Linked DNA regions of Anser cygnoides: region 2 is linked to region 1. Evidence: chromatin contacts called from public Hi-C data. All regions are on one chromosome and are shown on one strand. Each heading gives the region's core, a stretch centred on a gene start, on an enhancer-like site or on the middle of the called end of the contact. The rest is flanking DNA. Distances are from core to core; before and after follow the strand shown. Region 1 overlaps LOC106038939 (deleted in malignant brain tumors 1 protein-like). Region 2 overlaps TACC2 (transforming acidic coiled-coil containing protein 2).

Region 1 (3,013 bases), core at 132-2,631:
CAACAGCATGGTGCTCTGCCTCTGCCACATCCCATTTTGTGCCAAAGTCTCTAGAGGCACAGTCCAGCTCACAAAGGCACCTGCAGGCAAGTAACAAGGAAGTACAGCACTTCTTAGAAGGGTCAGCTTCTCCAAAGATCTTCTCAGAAGCTGCCCCCTGATGGGCTGGCAGAGGAGGATCTCCTGGTATCTCGGTCCAACACGTACCATCCACAACGTTTATTGCTGCTCGGGAAAACAGGAGGAGAAGACGCCTTAACTGGCACTCTTGGACCAACACCCTGTTCGCTCTCTTGTGATGGCCAAGACGTTTGTTCCACACTGCATTCTGGGAAGGTCATTAAGCCCCAGTAAGCTCCAGTGATGCTCATTTGTTGCACCTGCTAATTGTCTTTCCTTCCAGCTGATGAATCGCCACCGCTGCATAAGGCAGAGCTATGATATTACTTAAAAAGTTATACTGATTTCATTTGACCTTATCCATTAACAAAGAAAAATAAACAAAGGACTTTCAAGTTGGTTTCCAGAATTGCTTTTGGTTGTGAGTGAAGTGCTAGGCTAGGCTGTAGCAGTAATTATATCATTGTGGTAATAGTATATTAAGGATTTGTATGAGTTTTAGAGATGTACCTGTGTTAGCCAGTAAGTCACAGACATACAACATTATGCAGGGCTTATCTCACAGAAGATCTGGGCCTGTGACAAATAAGGATCTAGACCAGGAAGACAAATAAGGTCTTCCTGGATTTTTCCAGAACCCAGGTATGTCATGTGCCTGTGTTTTTACAGAAGAATCCCATATATACACAACATGTTGCTTGGAAAAATTTATTTATTTTAACTCCTCGAAACAGGAAAACTTTTGAGTTCAAATGCAAAGACGGTTGCAGGAATTAAAACAGAAATACCACACTAGAAACACTGCCTTCCTCATTTTGTGATTACATATTTTATATTGGAAATCAGCCATAATTGAAAATAGCTCAAATCTACATTTTCTCAACAAGAAGGATCTTCCTGAAGAACTAGTCACAAAATATCCAGACATTATTCAGGAGGATCCATACGCAATTGGAAGAATCATTTCTTTCTCTTTTTTTTTTTTTCAGTCACGTATGCTTGTCTAGATATTTTAGCTGCATAGAATCTTCTCCATCTGAAACATTTCATTATGCCATGCAAAATTTCATCTCCATCTCAGAAAATCTGAAGTGACAGAACACGACGTAAAAGAAATCTTATTAAAGTATAATAGCAATACTTGTATTCAAATATTTTGCTTACTAGCACTGACCGTAGTGGTAACAGAAAACATTACAGGGAAGTTTCAATAGTCCTAGCCTTGCCTGAAGGGTAAATTGAAATACACACATTGCATCACATTGCGATTTATTGTGGAGTTGCAATCTGTTGCCTTTCAGAGGTACTTAGACAAGTCCCATTTCTGGTTATCATGCAGCACACATTGTGTGATGGACTCACAACTCCCCTGTGGAAAAGAAGGACTATTGATCTTAATTTACATCTGAGGAAACTGGAAACAAACTCTTGTTTGGTGTGGAGCAAGAACTGGCCATGTGGGTTCCCCACAACCCAGGCTATATTTTTCAGTGGCAGAGGCCAGATCTCCATCTTGAGAGGAGGAAGCTGATTCAAATGGAGTGTTAAGATTTGACAGCCTAATATTGTAGGTGGCAACTGACTAATTTGAAGGTTGTTACTGATCTGCAAACTTTCGCTGGTCTTCTGGCTTCATTCAGTGCTGAGTTATGTCAAGCCCATCCCTTCTCATGAGGTTATCTATCACCACAGAAGACCTTTAATTTTGAATTGTCGAGGAGATTTCTCAATGCAAGGACATTACTCAATCCATCAAATTACTCAACCAATGTTATCAGCTGCAGGTGTTTACCAAATCTCATGTGATCTGATATGGAATTGATTTCTTCACTATATGTTTCAAAAGAAACCCAACAGGAGCGAAAACAGGAGCTGTCAGGGCCATGACAGCAGTAATAAATGGAGTATGAGAGATATCGATTGGAGCAGGAACTGAATTCACGTTCTCCAGGATGCCAAAAGAGTCCAGTTCTAGGAAGGATGAGAGGTCCTGGTTACATTTGATTCCTCATCTTGTTATTTCCAAAACATAAAAAATGGGGAGAAAAATGGCATTCTAGATGTCATTTAAATATGCATCTATTTCTTGCACTCTGATACATCCAAGATATATCAACCACTTCCCTGGGCAACATGTTCCAATGCTCAATCACCCTCTCCATGAAGAAATCCTTCCTAATATCCAACCTAAACCTCCGCTGGTGCAACCTGAGGCCATTTCCTCACACCCTATCACTTGTCACCTAAGAAAAGAGATGGACACTCTCCTCACTGAAACCTCCTTTCAGGTCTCCCCTCAGCCTTCTGTCCTCCAGAATAAACAACACAATTCCCTCAGTTGCTCCTCATAAGTCTTGTTCTCTAGTCCCTTCATCAGCTTTGTTGTTAGAGTCTGCACACGCTTGAGCAACTCAATATCTTTCTTGTAGTAAGGAGCCCAAAACTGAACACAGTATTTATAGATAGATCACTTGCATCCTAACAGATGAATCAAGATCTAAGAAAGTTTAGGAGGAAAATAAACATGGATTTCTATATATTTTTTTTTCAGTACAGGCTCAAGCTATTCAGAGAAAATACAAATGTGTAAATGTTTTGAATTATATTCCAAATACATCTAGAATAGATGTATTCTAAATTAGATATTCAAGTTTTAATTTCAGCTTCTAGCAAATATGAAAAACCTTTGTCTCACTAATTGATCTAATATTAACTATATGAACAAATAAACATTTGAAATATGGACCATCCTAAAACAATATACCAAAACCAATAACTCGTAAGAAGTTGCATAACTGTTGCTCAACTACAGACATATTTAACTACACTGGATGAGAACTCACCTGCACTATTATTTTGGAATAATCTGAGGTTTTGGGGAATAATCTAGTTG
Region 2 (3,229 bases), core at 189-2,688, 200 kb after region 1:
GGCTAAGACAGATGCGCATTTAATTGCAGAGATTCAGAGATCAGCAGAAGCTCCCTATCCGCCCAGCTTCTCGCAAAATTATCTAATTGCAATCTATTTTAGTGTCAATTTTCTTTCAAAAGCTATGTACCTGACAAGGAGGCCCCACCTCTCAATCACACCAGCCTCATTTAACATCTCGGGCGTAGATTTAAAGCATGTAGTCAGGCTCTGGATGAGGACATGCACAAAGACAACATTTGCTTTTTGCTCTCCAGAATGACTACACAGCCGTCTCTCCCCCTCACAGGACCATCAGGAGGATGGATTGGCTCTTCAGAGCCTTTCCGGCTCTATCAGAAGTGGTTCCTTAAATGACAAGTTACACTTACGAGCAATATTTCAGCACTTCTCCCAAATTACGAAGTGTCTGTGATACAGTTAATAACATGATTGCCACGATCGCCGAGGAGACCGAAATGCCTCAAGGATCCATTCTGCAGAAAATTGTGCAGTGGCAAAGTACTTGCCGAGGTTTAGCACCTCGCTGTCCAGGCAGTTGCCATAAATGTGACAAAGTGAAACATAACCTGACTCAAACGCTGTTATTTTCCATGGCTGATTTGAGTTGACTTTGATACACATGAATCACATAAAACTGTAAGACAGTCCAAGAGGTATTTACATAAGGGGCTGATTATCACAGTAAAGAGCTATCTGGACCGAAATACATTTGTGTTTCTGGAGGATGGAATAACCATCTTTCATCCCACAGATATCTCTAATTCTGCAGGCATCTTAATTTCCATAAAGATCTCAGAAAAATCTGTGTTCACATTACAAAAAGAGCAAAGGTGATTTCAGCTTTAGAGAACGCTGTGGGTGATCAGCGTGCTGTTCTCAGGGCATAATGAGGATGCGTGCCAGGGTACGTTTGGGTTACTGACATCCTGCACTAGATTTTGACTCTGCATTAAGCAATTCTACTAATATTACTTAATTGTTTACCTCGTCCCAGAGATTCCTCTGCACACATATTTACATTGTTAAACACACCACGTCACTGCTGAAACCAAACAGAAACTTCAGAGGCACAAGCCAATTTAAATACGTGAGCAGAGCAGCTCTGCACATCCACACACCGCTCAAATTATTCCTCCTCTCTTTGTCTGATGCCGAATTCTGATGAAAAGGCAAAAAAAGAATTACACTGTGGTTTGGTGGCTTCCATTTCAATAAACCTCTGGATTCATAAGTGGTAATAACCTTTGACCACACCAAAGCGCTCGCAGAATGTGACATTCAGGCCAGGGTATCCCTAAAGTTCAAACAATTCTGGAAGCTTCTGCGGAAGGAGCCAACACCCTGTGGTGAGCATTTTCTAACTTACAACCTCACCTGACCACTTCACCCAGCTTTTAGAGCACGACCAGGGTATCCTTCATTCAGAAAACCCTCTCTAGGTCACAGAACTTGCAGACCAGCTGCAAACAGACCTTCAAGAACTTCAAGCACTTCTTTTCCCCACCAGCCTTACACTGGTTAAGAAGACCTGGGTGCAGTAAAGTACCACAGAGGAGCATGACACAGAAGACTCAACCTAACCTATGTCACAGCAACCATGTAACTTACACTAAAGATCAAGACACCATTTTCTGATCAAAATTTTCAGTAGCGTATAAATACGTAATAACCAACATGTTTCCTAGGTTTTATCCTGTGGATGGGCTCTGATTAGCATTGGCTGATAGCTATTAATTCTTTGTTCCACAGCAAAACATGTCTATTGTGTACGTTCCCATTCATGATCCAGAGTACCCTCCTGCTGGCAGTGGCATCTTTTGACGTTTCTGAACAGAGATAAGTAGAATAGCTGCATTTCCCGTGCTGTCTCCTGTCTTGTATTGTACTTGTCACAAGCTGGCGAACTGTATTTGTGGGGTGGAGAAGGATGCTCTCCGGGGAGTGCCCATTTAATATTCTCAGCTGTGCTGTGACCTTTTCCATTAATAGATGTCACAATAAGGGCATGCCTTTATTGCCAAACCACAACAGCACACTGGTTAATCACCCACAAGACAGGCGTCACCTGAAGCTTTGACATGAATATCCAAGCACACGTCTCATCTTGCCTGTATCTGAGCAGGGAGGAGCAGCCTGGGGGGCTTCCAGCAAAAATCCCCGAGGCCATTTATCAAACACCAGTCGGTGCAAATCTGAAGGAGAGGAACATCAGCTTTGAAATGAAGATAACTGAACAGTTCTTCAGAAAGAGCGAATACAAGCTGAACTTCTTCCTTCATTGCTGACAACTACAATGCAAATGACTAGTGTGGGGAAGACACTGGCAGTATCTGAAAGGGATTGAGCAGAACAGTCCTCTTGAGGAAAAAAAAAAGGGAAATATATGAAAAAAATGAATAATTTAAAAAGTAGCAGGGAAGATCAGTACACTATTAAGTAGTGTAGTCTCAGCTCCCTCTTCTGGTCTTTCGGAGTAAACGTACTGGAGCAAGGAGGTCTTCATAGTCCAGCATTTGGTTTCAAAATCTAGCAATAATGTTCACACAATTTACACAAAACACCCATTATTTTCTTAAGCCATGGATGTACAGACATGGAAATGTATTTTAGCATATGAAATAACATTGTGCAGTACCTCTTTATTTCCTCTGCGAAGCCTTCACTTTCTTGAGGAGGCAGCTCTACACCCTCACCAGGGGCTGCAGCCGACGGTACATCCCCAGAAACGAGCTTATCAGCTTCGTCACAGCTATCAGGCTTGGAAGTGCTGTAAAATAATCATGAAAATTCATAAGGTGAAAAACTTGAGAAGTGCCCATGGAGCTTCAGCGAAGTCTTCCGAAAAGATGAGCTTCAGCTAGGTCTGAACTTCTGTAAGGAGCGCGCTGTCCCTTCCCTTGTTCTTTCCCCCATCTCCCACAAATTGCTTCTTCCTACAAAACCTATTTAAATTCTCAGCTGACCACAAACCCAACAGTATTAATGAGAAGTTTTGACAGCTCTTACAGACCACAGCATTAACTGCCAGAGGAATTCAAGAGTCCTCTCTGCTTTCTGTGCATGAAGTCAGTCAGTGAGTTCCTAGTGACTATTGTGCAGTTCTCACACGGCCCCTTCTCCTCAGCAAACATGGCAAACGCTCCGTTCGATGACTCGCCTTTTAGAAAAGCTAAAATCCAGGACTCAAAAAGTCTTAAGTTAAAAGCCCTCGGTATGCCACGATGCT

Evidence for each region. Hi-C and Micro-C count contacts between places; a contact is called where the count stands out from the background.
Region 2: a contact with region 1 is called in a Hi-C map of liver, with 8 times the contacts expected there. The contact joins two enhancer-like sites. A contact is called at or near these places in 2 of 7 Hi-C or Micro-C datasets (both in liver).

Annotation. Positions count from the first base shown.
Region 1 is chr7:4,880,555-4,883,567 of Taihu_goose_T2T_genome, forward strand. It overlaps LOC106038939 (deleted in malignant brain tumors 1 protein-like), which reads right to left. Exons shown (of 13, transcript XM_067000496.1): 13 at 815-2,091. Among named protein-coding and RNA genes, the nearest start is that of HTRA1, 54 kb to the right of the region's middle. Within about 2 kb of position 1,382, at least 2 of the 3 cell types and tissues checked have open chromatin away from gene starts, as enhancers often do. A contact at or near this core is called in liver, where this site is marked.
Region 2 is chr7:5,083,958-5,087,186 of Taihu_goose_T2T_genome, forward strand. TACC2 (transforming acidic coiled-coil containing protein 2) reads right to left here. Exons shown (of 24, transcript XM_067000460.1): 7 at 2,639-2,770. Among named protein-coding and RNA genes, the nearest start is that of TACC2, 65 kb to the right of the region's middle. Within about 2 kb of position 1,439, at least 2 of the 3 cell types and tissues checked have open chromatin away from gene starts, as enhancers often do. A contact at or near this core is called in liver, where this site is marked.